Linked DNA regions of Mus musculus: region 1 is linked to region 2. A link is a contact called in public HiChIP or PLAC-seq data. All regions are on one chromosome and are shown on one strand. Each heading gives the region's core, a stretch centred on a gene start, on an enhancer-like site or on the middle of the called end of the contact. The rest is flanking DNA. Distances are from core to core; before and after follow the strand shown.

What was found. HiChIP or PLAC-seq counts read pairs in DNA pulled down with a chosen protein or histone mark.
Region 1: a FOXA1 HiChIP or PLAC-seq map of pancreatic cancer cells shows a contact between it and region 2. The contact joins the promoter of Ddah2 here to the promoter of Kifc1 in region 2. A contact is called at or near these places in 2 of 39 promoter capture datasets (cranial neural crest and hippocampal neurons), 1 of 484 Hi-C or Micro-C datasets (B cells) and 2 of 115 datasets of contacts at active chromatin or transcription factors (embryonic stem cells and pancreatic cancer cells).

Annotation. Positions count from the first base shown.
Region 1 is chr17:35,057,317-35,062,016 of GRCm38.p6, forward strand. Ddah2 (dimethylarginine dimethylaminohydrolase 2) reads left to right here and starts at 1,719. Exons shown (of 7, transcript NM_001190449.1): 1 at 1,719-1,956; 2 at 2,787-3,145; 3 at 3,287-3,386; 4 at 3,517-3,590; 5 at 3,689-3,808; 6 at 4,160-4,309; 7 at 4,475-4,700. The coding sequence starts at 2,849. The coding sequence ends at 4,591. Clic1 (chloride intracellular channel 1) reads left to right here. Exons shown (of 6, transcript NM_033444.2): 6 at 1,014-1,403. The coding sequence ends at 1,175.
Region 2 is chr17:33,889,297-33,894,325 of GRCm38.p6, forward strand. Kifc1 (kinesin family member C1) reads right to left here and starts at 1,337. Exons shown (of 11, transcript NM_001195298.1): 1 at 1,182-1,337. The coding sequence starts at 1,199. It also overlaps a transcript of Smim40 not described here.

The DNA of each region.
Region 1 (4,700 bases), core at 469-2,968, 1.2 Mb after region 2:
GAGCCCAGGACTAACCACAACCCTAGCCTGTGTTTGTCTCTGCCTCTGTATATATTCAGTTTTAATCACACGTGAGTGCAGGTGCCTTTGGAGTGCAGAAGGCGGTGGTAGATCCCCTGGAACTGGAGCTGCCCACTGAGGGCGCTGGAAACCAAACATCTACAGCAGGTGTTCACCACTGAGCCATTTCTTAGCCTGTCTCTCTCTTTATCTGTTTCTTGAGACAGGGTCTTTCTATTTAGTTTTAGTGACCATGGAACTTGCTAGTGAGTTCTAGGACTGCCAGGTTTACACAGAGAAACCCCATCTTGTGATGTGTGTGTGGGGGGGGAGGGGGTAGTGAGGATGGGGATGGAAGGGAAAGAATCGGTGAGAAGTCTCTAGAGGGGCTGGCTCAGGGGTTAAGAGCACTGACTGCTCTTCTTGAGGACCATGTTCAGTTGCCAGCACCCACATGGCACCTAACAGCATCTGTAACTCAGACCAGAGGATCTGATGCACAGTCATACAAATAAACAAACGCCCATCCTCATAAAATAAAAATAAGTCTAGCCAGCATGGTGGTGCACGCCTTTAATCCCAGCCCTTAGGAGGTAGAGATGGGTGCATTCCAGAGTTTGAGACCAGCCTGGTCTACAGAGCAAGTTCCAGGACAGCCAGGGCTACACAGAGAAACCCTGTCTTGAAAAGCCTAAATAAATAACATCTAAAAGTACAATTTTTAAAGACTCTAGGCACAGGGTACATGTCTGTAATACCATTCCAGAGATCATCCAGCCTGCGTGACACAGAGAGACCCTATCTCAAAAGAACGGCAGCAAAAAAGCTTGTAAGAATCGAAGTTCATTGGTCTGGCATCCTGGACAGGGCTCGGTTTTTTGTTTGTTTTGTTTTGTTTTTTGTTTTTGTTTTTTACCTGGCAGACCCTAAAGGAAGAGAAAGTTCAACAGCTTCAAAGCAAAGCAAGCATGCCTTCCCTGGGGCTAACACACTGACCTCTCTCTAACCTTTAGGTGGTGTGCAAAAAGTACAGAGGCTTCACCATCCCAGAGGCATTCCGTGGAGTGCATCGGTACTTGAGCAACGCTTATGCCCGGGAAGAATTTGCCTCCACCTGTCCAGATGATGAAGAGATAGAGCTAGCCTATGAGCAAGTGGCCAGGGCTCTCAAATGAGCACTTTTTAAAGGGTCCTTCACCCACTCTGTGCTCTCCACAGAGGCTTCGGGGGGCTTCCACGTTGCTGCATAATGGACACACTCCGAAATTGCCAGTGGGCAGGAAATCCGGGGCACTTGTGGGGTGGGGCTGTGGGATAAGGCAAAGGATAGTGGACAAGGGTAAGATTTTTATTTTGGGATGGGGTGGGTAGGACAACGCATTTCAGTAATAAAATACAGAATGGAAAAAAATCTAGTGTTGTTTTTACACAAAGACGGCTTAAAGTGTAGTGGGCTCCAAATGAAGAGAAGGGTCAGTGATCTTTTAAGCTCAGTGTAACTGCTGGGAATTTGGGAGGGGAGTGTTTGTACAGGGGCTGCCATGTTTTGTATCTGTCCATAAGAGGGCTGTTTCGTGGTCCACATCGCGATTGTAACCCCACAGCCAGGGCTAGCAGGATCAGGGTGGGCCTGGACACTGCTCTGGGGGCGGTGCCTGAGTTCAGGGAAGGGGGGCACTCAGCCCTGGAGGAATGGGCGCGGCCTAGCAGGGCGGAATGGGCGTGGTCTTAGAAGGTCCCGCCCCGTCCCGCTTAGACAATGCCCCGGAGCCGCCAGACCATCGCGCCCCCGCCCCATCGTCGTACGTGAGCTCGCCTACCCTGGGAACCCCTCAAAAGCCCGAGCTATCCGTCTCTCCAGCTTGAGGACTCAGACTCCCATCTTCATTAACTCTCTCCTCTGGGGGTGGGGCCAAGGCTGAAATCACAAGGCTGCAGGAGTGGAGGTGGCCGCTGGTGAGTCTGAAGAGGGGGCTGTCTCCGAAACGGTATGGGGAGACTGGAGTTTGGGGGTGCTGCATACGTCCCTGCACCGGACGGAGTGTGCGAATAACCTGCACTTGGGCGAAGAGCTGGGCGGGGTAGACTTTAGAAGATGGACAGGGGTACGGAGTTCTGAAGCCTGGAGTGGCTCCACGCCGCGCCCCTCCCCCGTTTCTCCGCCCTCCAGATTTCGTTTAAGACCTCTCCCAGTCCTCCGGGACTAAGTCTGGTTTGTACTGGGTCGCTCGAAGGGCAGCGTGACGACCCGGGGTGGAGAGAGAGGATGCTTAACTCCTTAGATTCTAGTTCCTCGGGTTTGCGCCCGTTTCCCTTTCTCCTTCGAGCATACGGGACTTCACACCCCAGGTCCTGATTCACCACCCAGTTTTCTTTTCCAGTCCTATAACCTCTGCGGGTCCCTGGCAGGACTTTGGGTCCCTCCTGCTGCGAGCAGCTGAGGGTTAAGGGGGCGGGGCCGCCGCATTTTTGGGGAGTGAGCGCATCCTAGCGGCTGCCAGGAGGGGCGCGGGGCAGGGACCTAGCGGAGCCCCGAGCAGGGGCAACAGGTGTTTGGGAGATTAAGGATCCAAGTCTTGTTCCCTTGGGCGCCTCTTAAAGCAGATCCCCGGTGAAAGGAGGCTGAGCGGGGTCCACAGAGCCAGAAGGTTTGGAGGGGGTGGGGCAGAGTGGGAGGGGCGCCTGGAGATGGCAGGAGGAAGACCTAGGAGCTTTTAACACTCACCCCTTCTCTTCTTTGCATGTCTTTCTCTTCTACCCCCACCCCTTTCTGTTTCTTCTCTTAGACCAGTGAAGTCAAGAGAAAAAACAAAACAGCTTGGCTGGAAGGGGCTTCGGTGTGGATGTGATGGGGACGCCGGGGGAGGGGCTGGGTCGTTGTTCCCATGCCCTGATCCGGGGTGTCCCCGAGAGCTTGGCATCCGGGGAAGGTGCTGGCGCTGGTCTTCCGGCTCTGGACCTGGCTAAAGCTCAAAGGGAGCATGGAGTACTAGGAGGTAAACTGAGGCAACGACTAGGGCTGCAGCTGCTTGAACTGCCTCCTGAGGAGTCACTGCCGCTGGGACCACTGCTTGGTGACACGGCTGTGATCCAAGGAGACACGGCCCTAATCACAAGGCCCTGGAGCCCAGCACGTAGGCCTGAGGTGAGGACCCGGGTGCGGGTGTGTTGGAGAACAGGATTGCGCGGGGTGGGGTGGAAGAAGGTCGAGGGGAGGAGGCTGGATGTCTGGGATTGGCAGAAAATAGGGAGTGAGGATGTCTCTGCCTGCTCTCTCTTCTCCAAGGTTGATGGAGTGCGTAAAGCCCTCCAGGACTTGGGACTCCGAATTGTGGAGATGGGGGATGAGAATGCGACGCTGGACGGCACCGACGTCCTCTTCACCGGTGAGGCAACGGATGGTCAGCACCTATGTGGGCTTGGCAAGGGAAGCAGAGTTTGGGAGACTAGGAGATCTCAGGTCTTGACTCCAAACTCACTCTGGCCTTCAAACCTTCGCATCCTCCCGGGATTCAGGCCGGGAGTTTTTCGTAGGCCTCTCCAAGTGGACCAATCATCGAGGAGCTGAGATCGTGGCAGACACGTTCCGGGTGAGGAACCAGAGAAGTTTGGAGAATGAGTGCGGCCAATATGCCAGAGGGCTTGACCTGTGCTCCTTACGCACCCCTAAATCCTCCTGCTCTTCTAGGACTTCGCTGTCTCAACGGTACCGGTCTCAGGCTCCTCGCACCTGCGCGGCCTCTGTGGCATGGGGGGACCTCGCACCGTGGTGGCTGGAAGCAGCGAGGCTGCCCAAAAAGCAGTCAGGGTGAGGCGGGGCAGGGCTATGGTGAAGGCGTGGTCAACAAAGTGGGCGTGGTTTAGGGCACAGAAGTTGCCTAGCTCTGGGAATTGCCCACAACCCTTGTCTTCACTAAGATGTTCAGCTAATACAAAGGGACACCCTAGTAATGATGGGGTACAGAAGAAACAAGAGTAGGGGAGGGGTTGCAAAAGGCAGCGGTAGCTAAAGTGCCTGAGACGACTGTGTCTGTCACAGCAGGCATTATATACTTGCTGTCATTATCTCACAAAAGTAACCCTTACCCCAAGATCTTACTTTGTGGTAGGTCAGGCATACTCAGCTGTGGAGACCTCAATGCCCTCTTCCTCTCTCCAGGCAATGGCAGCGCTGACTGATCACCCCTACGCCTCTCTGACCCTCCCAGATGATGCAGCTAGTGACTGTCTCTTTCTGCGTCCTGGGTTGCCTGGTGCCACACCTTTCCTCCTGCACCGCGGAGGTGGGGACCTGCCCAACAGCCAGGAGGTGAGGGAGGGAAAAACCGCCCCACCAACCAGAGAAAGCAGTCTGTCTTTCCCAGTGGGAGAAAGGAGGGGCCCATCCTCAGAAGCCTGGGTGGGACCCACTGGGAACTGGCTAGAGGGGGGTTGTGGCTCTGTTATCAAAACATCCTTGGGGTCCTCCCTGCAGGCTCTGCAGAAGCTCTCTGATGTCACCCTGGTACCTGTGTCCTGCTCAGAACTGGAGAAGGCTGGAGCTGGCCTCAGCTCCCTCTGCCTGGTGCTCAGCACACGCCCCCACTGCTGAGGGCCTGGATTTGGGGATCCCACTGGTTAGGAATAGAGCTGTATAGTGGGTAGAATCAGCTAATAGAGGCTGGGTAGTTGTGGGGAGATGCCCCAGGATAGGGAAGGAC
Region 2 (5,029 bases), core at 87-2,586:
TGAGACAATGTATCACTGGCCTGAATCTCCAAGCTCTGGTCTGAGCCTCCACACAGGTGACCTCAGGTGCACAACTGACTTCAGGATGGTTCGTTGCTTTTGGTTCAGGGGACTATAGACCCAGGTGTTTCTTGGATGCTCGCCTAGCACTGCACCACAGACCTCTTCCTTCCAGTTTTAACTCTCCATACCTTAGTTAATGTTGTTCCTCCTAGCTTTCTTCTTCCCCTTCCATCTGCTTGAACCTTTACTGTCCTTCACTCCCTCCCAATAGAGATACAAATTGTATTATGTCTGTCTCCCCAGGGAGTGTCAGCTCACTGGTAGCTAGGACTCCTGTCTCCTACATAAGTACAGCTGTGCAGGGCCAGAAGATGCTTGGCAAATACTGCAGGAACAAATCTGAGAAAAACTATTTTACTTTTTAACTGTCACCTGTCACAGTGCAGTGCTCTCCCTTTTGGCTGTGAGTATACCAGAAAGTCTCTTCAAGCTGAACACCGACTGTGAGTCAGTCTAGACTGAAATGCTGGTAAACAAAGAATGCAGGCCGGTCTTTCCTGACACCAGAGAGATCAGTCCATTAATTGCCACACACATACGCCTCAGATGCTTGTGGTGAAGAAGGGCACCCCCATAAACTAGTCAGCAGTCCAAATGAGCAAAAGGAAGAGGCAGGCGAGGGAATAAGGATCCTCTGGGCCGATGCCCCCATTTCTCCTCTCCCCTTCCTCTATCCCGATCCAGCAGCAACACAACAGGTCATCAGCAAGAAAGGTACTTTGCGGACAAGCGACAAGGCCTCTTTCAGAACCCTCGCTTCTCCCACAAGGCGATCTGTAAGAACTGAGAAGCACAAACATGTCGAATCCGCTTGAGAATTCGAAATGGGAAATGCTGGAGGGGGATAAGGGACACGGGATGGTCGCGCCTGCACGACTGGAATGGCGGGCCAACGTCGCTGCGACTGTCCTGGGACCTCGCCGTGTGTGTGTGTGTGTGTGTGTGTGTGTGTGTGTGTGTGTTGCCCTCACTGACTCGGCCGCTGGTGTCCTGGGCGCGAGGCGGTGCGACCCTCCCCTGCAGGACGGCTTGCCCCGACCTGTCCCCGGGACGCGGGTCTCCGGGCGGCCGGCCTGCGTCCTCCGATCTTGGCGCGAGGTCGTCTCCGCCGCACTCACCTGCGCCTGCACGTCCATGGTGGTCCGCACAGAAAGGGTGCAAAGGCAGCAGGCAGGACGATGAGACCCGCGTCCTCTCAAGGGCTCGCGCCGCAAAACGCCGAAGCCAGGCTGTCCAGGAGCCAGGCCAATCAGCCACACCCGCCACTTTTGAATTTCAACCTCCGCGCAGTCAACGCACTTCAATCCGCAGAGGCCAATCCGCGCCGGCGCCGCGGTCGCGAGCCAATCACGGTGCCCTCCGCCTCCGGGGCCACGCCCCCTGAGTCGCGACTCTTCTAGTCCGCTAGAGCACCAGAACTAGACCCCTTGGATCCTACTTCCGGATCCGCTCTTCCTCTTTTCTCCCTCTCCCCCTCCCGAGCGCCGAGCGCGGCTTCCTGAGGTCTCTGGTTGCGTCAGAAGTGCGCTTGTGTGGAGGAGTGGCGTGGGGGAGGCAATACGCATGTGCCTGAGCGGGGTCGGGGCGGAGCGAGCGCCACCTAGCGGATACTGCTGAACTTGCACACCTCCTCGCCAACCCTGTAGACTGGAGACTGTTACACCGAGGTCGCTCTTGGTCCACTTTCTCAGGTCCGAAAAGTGGAAGCTGGTTGATGGCGCTGACCTGTCCTCAAAGAAGAAAAAGTGGAACCCATATCTGGAGATGTAATAAAGTCATAAATCTAGAGTAGGGCCGGGAGGATAGCAAACTGGTTATCCCTGAAACTCATATAATGTGGAAGGTGAGAACTAATTCGCCACAAAGTTTTCTGTGCCCCTCCTGCCTCCAATATTATATATTATACATAAACAATATGTATTATATACATAAACATATATCTTTACACATATAAATAATACCCAATAGTACGTATTATATATATAAGCATATATATATATATATATATATATATATATATAAAACACATAAATTACATATATATTTATTTTGTTTTTTCGAGATTGGGTTTCTCTGTGTAGCCCTGACTGTCTTGGAATTCTATTTGTAGAACAGGCTGGCCTTGAACTCAGAGATGCTAGGGCTACCCTGTGCCACCATGCCCAGGTCAATAAACAATCTTTTAGATTAAAAAATCAAAACAAAACTAGAAGCCAGGCTTGGTGGCACACGCCTTTAATCCCAGTTCCCAGTACTCAGAATGCAGAGGCAGACAGATCTCTTGAGTTCAAGGCCAACCAGGTCTACAAAGTAAATTCCAGGGCAGCCAGGCTCTGTAGAGAGACCCTGTCTTAAATAAATAAAGAAACACACACACACACATACATACATACATAACTGGATAAATAAATAGTATGTTTCTTTTTTTTTTTTTTTTTTTTTTGGTTTTTTGAGACAGGGTTTCTCTGTGTAGCCCTGGCTGTCCTGGAACTCACTCTGTAGACCAGGCTGGCCTCGAACTCAGAAATCTGCCTGCCTCTGCCTCCCGAGTGCTGGGATTAAAGGCGTGCGCAACCACACCCAGCAGTTTCTTTTTTTTTTTAAAGATTTATTATATGTAAGTACACTGTAGCTGTCCTCAGACACTCCAGAAGAGGGCGCCAGATCTCATTACGGATGGTTTTGAGCCACCATGTGGTTGCTGGGATTTGAACTCAGGACCTTTGGAATAGCAGTCAGTGCTCTTAACCACTGAGCCATCTCTCCAGCCCAAATAGTATGTTTCTTGACACCAAACTCTAAATCTACAGCCCCCAAAGACCTTACTTGAGATGTTTCCAAGTCTACAAATGTTAATGGGGGGACACTAGAAAATTTCTGGTTATAATTCGCCAAACTGGTTATAATTTTAAACTAGACAGTATTTCCCTAGTGACTTTCTAGAAAAAAAGCAAAAGTTTTAGTGTGTGACAAAATGTGAGTTTGTCTTCTACTGAAACCTGTTTTGGGAGTTTATCTTTCTTGGCATGAAGCCTGACAGCAAGGTAAACCAACCTGTGAGATTTTACACATGGGATGGACTGACCTGGCCCCTGCAGCCTTGGGATAGGAGCTGGCTCAGGAAGGACGGCCTGCTGCTGCTAAACTGTCTGATGCAGCCAAAGCTCCATCACAGAGCTCAGAGAAGGATACATTTGGACAACAAAGGGAAAACAAATATCTTCCTTATGTATCAATTAGAATAACAGAGGCTTACCAGAGCAAGACGAAATCCTCACAGGAGGTGATCTCAGTGGCTTCGTTGGGGGCTAGGTCAGTCTTCAGCTGGCTGGCAGAGCAGTCCCGGATTGCAGCAGCCACACCCAGAAGATCTGAAAGATTTTTCTGCAGAGAAGGAATTTGGGAGAACGACTCACCTCGGTGAAACAGTCAACCCAATGTTGTTCTTAAATTGCGCAGGTCCTGCCAGCAGGCAGTTCTTTGCCCAGTGGTCAGTAGTACCACACTTGAAGCGAGCTCCAGGGGAGTGAGTTGCCGCAAATCTTTGGAGACAGCCTCCTGCTGCTATCAGGAGCTGGTATTTGTGGTCAGGGGGAGCCTTTTTCATTAAACACCATAAATGCAATAGTCAGCAGATCTCTGAGGGGTTTGAGAGGCAATATGTAATCCTTCTATTAGGCAGACCCGATTTTAAACAAATACTTGTTTTAGTTATTTGCTTTAGGCTTAACCTTGCCAATAGTCAGGGTTTGTATATGCTTGGCCCAGGGAGTGTCACTACTTGGAGGTGTGGCCTTGTTGGGTTAGGTGTGTCATTGTGGGTGTGGGCTTTAAGACCCTACTCCTAGCTGCCTGTCAGTATGGCACTAGCAGCCTTCAGATGAAGATGCAGAACTCTCAGATCCTTCTGCAGCATGCCTGCCGTGATGTCGCCATGTTCCTGTTTTGATGATAATGGACTGAACCTCTGAACCTGTAAGCCAGCCCCAGTTAAATGTCCTTTATAAGACTCGCCTTGGTCATGGTATCTGTTTACAGCAGTAAAACCCTAACTAAGACAGACCAGGGACTGAGGTGTTGCTGTGATGGGCCTGAATTTGGAAGAATGTGGATTTGGGAACTTTGGGTTTGGAAAGCAGTGGAATGCTTTAAATGGGGCTTAATGAGCTAACCCAAGAGGTTTCAGTGGAGAATTTCAATATGTGGCCTAGAGAATGTTCTTGTGGTATTTTGGTGTAGAATGTGACTACTTCTTGCCCTTTTCTGAAGAGTCTGCCTGAAGCTAAGGTTAAGAGACTCAGCAGGAGCCGGGCGTGGTGGTGCACGCCTTTAATCCCAGCACTCGGGAGGCAGAGGCAGGCGGATTTCTGAGTTCGAGGCCAGCCTGGTCTACAAAGTGAGCTCCAGGACAGCCAGGGCTATACAGAGAAACCCTGTCTCGAAAAAACAAAAAAAAAAAAAGAGAGAGAGAGAGAGGGAGAGAGAGACTCAACAGGGCAGTGGTGGTGCACGCCTTTAACCCCAGCACTTGGGAGGCAGAGGCAGGCAGATTTCTGAGTACAAGGCCAGCCTGGTCTACAGAGTGAGTTCCAGGACAGCCAGGGCTACATAGAGAAACCCTGTCTCAGAAAAAGAGAGAGAGAGAGAGAGATCAAATTAATTGCATTGACAAGGGAAGTCTCAGAAATGCCCATCACAGACTTTTGTTCTCTGGTTAAGTCTCATGAAGAGCATTTTGAACAAGCACAGCAAGCTGAGAAAGGAAAAATACAAAATATATGGTTTGAGCATTAAATGGACACCAGGAAGTGCAATGGAGCTGAGTCCTGTCCTCACCGATATTACGTTGAATTAACGGAATAATTAAGGTCCGAGCTTGGTAGCACAAGCCTTTAGTCCCAGGAGGCAAAGACAAGCAGATCTCTGAGTTCAAGGCCAATGCAAGTTCTAGGTGAAGAAAAACTTA